Linked DNA regions of Sminthopsis crassicaudata: region 2 is linked to region 1. Evidence: chromatin contacts called from public Hi-C data. All regions are on one chromosome and are shown on one strand. The core of a region is the stretch at or near the end of the contact, and the rest is flanking DNA. Distances in the headings are between cores, read along the strand shown. Region 1 holds the start of DBP (D-box binding PAR bZIP transcription factor). Region 2 holds the start of DKKL1 (dickkopf like acrosomal protein 1).

Evidence for each region. A called contact is a pair of places that touch in the nucleus more often than the background predicts.
Region 2: a Hi-C map of hippocampus shows a contact between it and region 1, with 2.8 times the contacts expected there. The contact joins the promoter of DKKL1 here to the promoter of DBP in region 1. A contact is called at or near these places in 2 of 2 Hi-C or Micro-C datasets (fibroblasts and hippocampus).

Annotation. Positions count from the first base shown.
Region 1 is chr3:651,372,008-651,374,707 of ASM4859323v1, reverse strand. It overlaps DBP (D-box binding PAR bZIP transcription factor), which reads left to right and starts at 1,433. Exons shown (of 4, transcript XM_074307392.1): 1 at 1,433-1,931. The coding sequence starts at 1,802. It overlaps CA11 (carbonic anhydrase 11), which reads left to right. Exons shown (of 8, transcript XM_074307389.1): 7 at 1-126; 8 at 693-789. The coding sequence ends at 709.
Region 2 is chr3:651,535,440-651,538,139 of ASM4859323v1, reverse strand. DKKL1 (dickkopf like acrosomal protein 1) reads left to right here and starts at 1,264. Exons shown (of 5, transcript XM_074308181.1): 1 at 1,264-1,418; 2 at 1,980-2,202. The coding sequence starts at 1,993.

The sequences.
Region 1 (2,700 bases), core at 184-2,683:
AAATCTTCCAGAGCCTCAGCGGCAACGGGCGGCCCCTGCAGCCCCTGGCCCATCGCGCTCTCCGTGGGAACCGGGACCCGCGACACCCGGAGAGGCGCTGCCGGGGCCCCAACTACCGACTGCACGGTACGCCCTAGACCCACGAGCCGCGACACCCTCCCCCTGCCCCCTTCTATCCCAAACCCAGGGCTAGAAAGTGCGCTGAAAAACTACAAGTCCCAAGAGACTCCGGAGCTGAAACGTAGGAAGCTTGCTAATCATCGGCCGCGAGCCCTCCTGGGATTTGTAGTTCTTTCCTCTTTCACCCATTCTGGGTTCAACCTAAGGTCTGGAGTGATCCTGGCATTTGGGTACCCTGGTTCAAGATCTGCCCCTTAGAATCAGGACGTCCCGGGAAACCTTCCTCACCAACCCCACGGAAGTTTAGGAACTATCAGCAGCCTGCTCCCAACGTTCTCTCCTTCCAAAGAGACTTGGTACAGTCCACTCAAGACACCATTCCCCCCTCAGCGTGGTAAGGTCCCACTTCCTCGCAGTAATAAACAATGGTACATCCTGTGCACTCTAGGGACCAGGTTAGTTCCGTGCCCGATACAGGCCAGTGGTACAAACCATTTCCCCCTCCTGATTTCAGTGGTAGGCTCCATTCTGCCCGGACCTTACCTCCTCCCCCACCCCTTTTTTTCTTGCAGTGGACGGTACCCGCTGAGAAGAGGACTGCTTGCCTTCCCCACCCCCACCCCCACCCCACCCCGCAAAAGCTAAATCTATTAAAGAGACAGAACACGTTTTTGTGTAGTCAGAGAAGCGGGTCCAAGGGCTTGGGGAAAGAGGGTATATGGGGAATGGTAGAAGGATGACGCAACCCTCTCCGTAGGCCGAAGGGTTAGGGGCTCCGCTCCCCAACCCGGTCACGGCCCCTTTAACAACTCCCCCGCCTCTCACAAATTGCAACCTCCCTCCGGTCCTCAGGATTTGGCGGGTGGCACGCGCAGGGCCACGTGCTCCCCCCATCCCACCTCCCGCCCCGCCCCATTGTCCCCCATCTGGGTCACAGCGCCCATCCTCATTGGAGGAATCTAGGTCAGGGCTCCGCCCCGCTCCCTCCCCGCCACGCGCTGGGGGGGAGACATGAAAGGGAGCCAGAGAGCAGGCTCGAGGCAGAAGCATTCCCATTGGTCGGTCATTCCCCCAGCCCGCGCCCTGATTGGCCGGTGAATATGGAGCTGGGGAAGGCAGGGCGAGCGGGCGGGGAGGAGGAGCCACGAGGCACGAGGCGAGGCCAGGCCAGGAGAAGGAGGGGCGAGCGGGGTTGGAGCAGGCGGAGAGGCCGCCGTGGGGCCTGCACCAATCCACACCCCGCTCCCTCCCCCAGCCTGCTTTTTTTTTATTTTGCATCCAAAGAAGTTTGCTGCGCCTTTGGCTCCGCCTGCTTCTCGGCCAGCCTCCATCCCCGTTGCACACTCCGACAGACACACATACACACACGCCTCCCCCGTGCAGGCTTGCCAAGCGCCTCCGATGTGCACGAGCTCAGGCTCGCGGGCTTTAAAGCGCAGGGCGCCCGCCGCTGCCCGCTCGCCCACCGGCACCTGGCCTCGCCAGGGCCCCTTGCAGACAGGCGCTCGCCCGGCCCATCCGGGGGTCTGCGGGCTGCCACGGACGCCTGGCTCCTACGCATAGGCGAGCCGGGGTTAGCAAGGGTCTCTGTCCCGGGGCACCGCGGCAACTGCTAGCCCGAAGTCTCCAAAGGTGCAGCCTCGTCGCCCATGCGCCGGTGACGGCCCCCAGCCCCCGGGGGATGGCGAGGCCCTCGAGCGACAGGTCCCCGGCCCCACAGCTGCTGGGCGGCCCGGCGGGAGGCGCGGCGCTGCACGGCCTGCGAAGCCTCCTGCAGGGGCCCGGGAAGACCAAGGAGCCGCCGGCCAGTTGTGAGTGTCCCGCGGCGGGACCCAGGCGTCCCCTTCTCCCCCGGGACCCCAGCGGCTATGGGCGGGCGGGGGTCGGGAGCTCACAAGGCTCGGACACGGGCCGGGGCGGGGCTTCCAGGGGTCACATGGGGCCGCGGGCCCAAGACGGGGCGGAGCCCTCTCCTGGCCCAGCCCGCCGGTTCGTACCCCTTGGGGGGCGCAAAGAGGAAAGCCCGGGCCGTGGGGATGGGTGGGAAGAGCCCAGGGCAGTCTAGGTCAGAAGTCGCTGACCCTGCCCTTGCCTTCCCTGCGTGTCTCCCTCCCGTGTCGTTCCCTGCCCCGCGCCGCGGCCTCTCGGTGGCCCTCCGTGGCCGTCCCCTCTCCGGACTGCTGCTGTGTCCCCGCACGGATCCCAACTGACTCTCCCGCCCGGCCCCTCTGTGCCGCCTCACTCCTTTCCTGCACCACTGTTTCGGGCTGGACGCCCCATGGATCCTCCCCCGGGGCTGTCCCTCGGTCCTTTCCTGAATCCCCGTCTCGCGGGCGCTGCCCGGCCCTCTCTGCACCCCCTGCGTTTGTCTAATGGTTCTGCTCCCTCCCCCCTCCGGCTCTCCCTGCGCGCCTCGCTCTGCATCTCACTGTCCCTCTCTGCGTGTGCCCCACTTTGCGCTTGTCCGTGACTCGCTGCCCTGGTCTGCGTGTGACTTGCTGTCCCTGTGCCGCGCTGCGCCCCGCCCCCTTCTTCCCCCCCCCACCTCCCCCCCCCCCCCCCCCCCCCCCGTCCGCCCCG
Region 2 (2,700 bases), core at 15-2,514, 160 kb before region 1:
TGTTTGTTTCCTTGTGTTTCCCTCCCCCCTCGGTCTGATTTGTCTTGCACAACATGACAAATAAAGAGATATATTTAAAGGATTGCACATATTTAAAACCTATATCAGTTTGCTTACTGTCATAGGGAAGGGGAAGAGCAATGGAGGGAGAAAAACTTGTAACACAGAGTCTCAAATGTATGTTGAAAACTATATATGTATTTGGAAAATAAAAAACTATTGAGAAAAGGCGGGGGGGAAAGATGCCCAGGCTGCAAAGTCAGCTGTTGTCAGGTGTGTTGCAAAGATCCGACTTCAAATCCAGGTTCAATCTAAAAGCCCCTGAGGTCCTTTCCAGAACTGGAATTTGGGGGAGGGACAAAGGACGTCACATTGTACCTACTTTGGAGCATTCAGTACCCGCCAAGTCACAGTAAACAGGAAGTTCCTACTGTCTACAAGGCACTCTGGACAAATAGGGCTAGGGCCTGAGTCTGTGGTTTTATTGGTATAGGGAACCCTCAGGTGAGAAAACAACGGATGCAGGCGAAAACCTCCCCTGCAATGAGAGTCTTGGAGAGTTGTCTAGATCCCGGTTTCTTAAAGTGAGCTCCCACAGTTGTCTAAATCCCAGCTTCTTAAGAGAAGTTGAATTCTAGAGTCCTCTAGATACCAGCTTGCTAGAGAAGCCAGGTTCTAGAGTCATCTAGAGCCCAGCTTAAAATGAGGTTCTAGAGCCATCTAGACCCCCAGCTTCTTAAAGTGAGGTCCCAGAGTTGTCTAAACACCAGCTTCTTAGAGGTTCTAGAGTTACCCAAATGCATCTTAAATAAGGTTCTAGAGTCTTGTCTAAATCCCAGCATCTTAAAGTGAGGTTCTACAATCGTCTAGAGCCCAGTTTCTTATTAAAGAGTGATTCTGCACCTCACACGGGATCTTATTATCAATAAAGTTTGGTGTGTATACCTATTTTATATACCTGCATACCGGGAGTCAGCAAAAACTTGGGGAAAAAAAGTTTAACCCTGTTCTAGAGCACTGAGAGGTAAATGACTTGTTCAGGGTCACACAGTCCGGATGTGTCGGGGTCAGCTTTGGGAATAGAGGTCTTCCCGCCTCGGGCTCTTTACCCATTTGTGCAAGCTGTCTCTCAGACACAGCATCCTTGGAGGATCGGAGAAGAGTAAGCCGCTCCCGCGAGAGGAGGGGGTTCTTTTAGGAACGAAGGGACGGGGCGCTCCAGCCTTCTCTGTGACGGCGCGGGCCTCTTGTGACCTCAGTTCAGTCGGGGTGGGAGCTGCGCCCATTCCCTCGCGCCCCCTCAGCACACGCTCAGCCGTCTTCGGTACCTGCGCAAGGAGACCCGGTCTGAGAGAGACAAGGGCCTGGGGGGCCAGGCCGACTGGGTCCTTGAGAAAGCGGAGCGAGGCGGTGACAGGGTATGGAGGCCGGAGGGACGGGGGCCTCCGTGTTCTCCCCAGGGGGCCTGGCTGCGGGGCCGGACCGCTGGACACGCTCCTTGGATCTCTAAAGAGACTGGGCTCCGGTGGGACGGGACGGGCGGGGGGCGGCACGGGGGAGGGGGTCTTGGAGGCTCTGGACGGCAGGCCGGTGGGCGGCCCCTGGACTCAGGAGGACCGCTCGGAGGACTGCACGTTAAAGGGCCGGGCCGCTCGGGCCCCGCCGGATTTTAGGACGCTCCCCCCCGACACCGCGCAGGGCCGAGCCTGGCGGAGGAGCGAGGCCCGGCTCGCGGGCCGCGCGGGGTCCCCCCCAGCAAGTTCTCGGGAGCGCCCGGGCTCGGGCCGGGGCCGTTGTGCGGGGGACGCGGCAGTTCTCCGGTCGGCAGCCCGCCTCTGTGGGGCGGCTCGCACTTGACGGTCCGAGGGCCGGGCCGGGAGCCACCGCGGCTTGGGAAAGAGAAGGGGGCTCGCCTGGGGAGGGGCGCGGCCTGCTTGCGGAGGCGGGGCTTCTGACCGCCGCCCCTCTCCCCCGCCCAGGCCCCGCCCCGCCATGTGGCCGCAGCCCCTGCTGCCGCTGCTGCTCCTGCTCTTGGCAGCTACCCCCGAGGACCGAGCGGCGCCCGTCTCCGTCCCGGAGCGTGCCCACGGGCACGGCCACGCCCCCGGGGGGCCCGACACTTCCGAGGGGCCGGAGCTGGGTTCCATGGGCCTGCTGGGCATCCACAGCCTCCTCCGCAGCCTCAACCGCCTCCTGCTCCGGGTGAGCTGTGGAGGCCACTGGCAGGGGGCACAGCCTGGCCCGGCGGCCGGCGGGCAACAAGCGCTGCTGAAATGTTTCCCGGCTCTGCCAGAGGGTCCGAGGGACCGGCATCGAGGGAAGGGAGGGATGGGGGAGCAGGAGCACAAAGGCATAGATCTGGGGGGGGCTGGCCAATTGTGAGGCAGGGCCGAGGGAGGAGGAAAAGTGGGAGGCCAGAAGAGGGGGACACAGCTAAAATGACTTGATCCCAGAGAAAGGATGAGATACAAAGGAAACAGGGTGGGCTAGGAAAGGGAGATAAAGATGGGAGGGACGGAGGCTCCGAGAGGGGGGGATGCCGGGAAGGACTGGGTAGGAAAGCTGCAGAAAGGTCAGAAGTTTGGAAGAGGGAGGAGGAACTCATGGGGGATTGGGTGGCTTACACCCCTTCCCCATATTCCTTTCTGGGCTCCCTTCCACCCGCCCGTGGCTTCCCCTCTTCCTCTCGCTTGGCCGGGG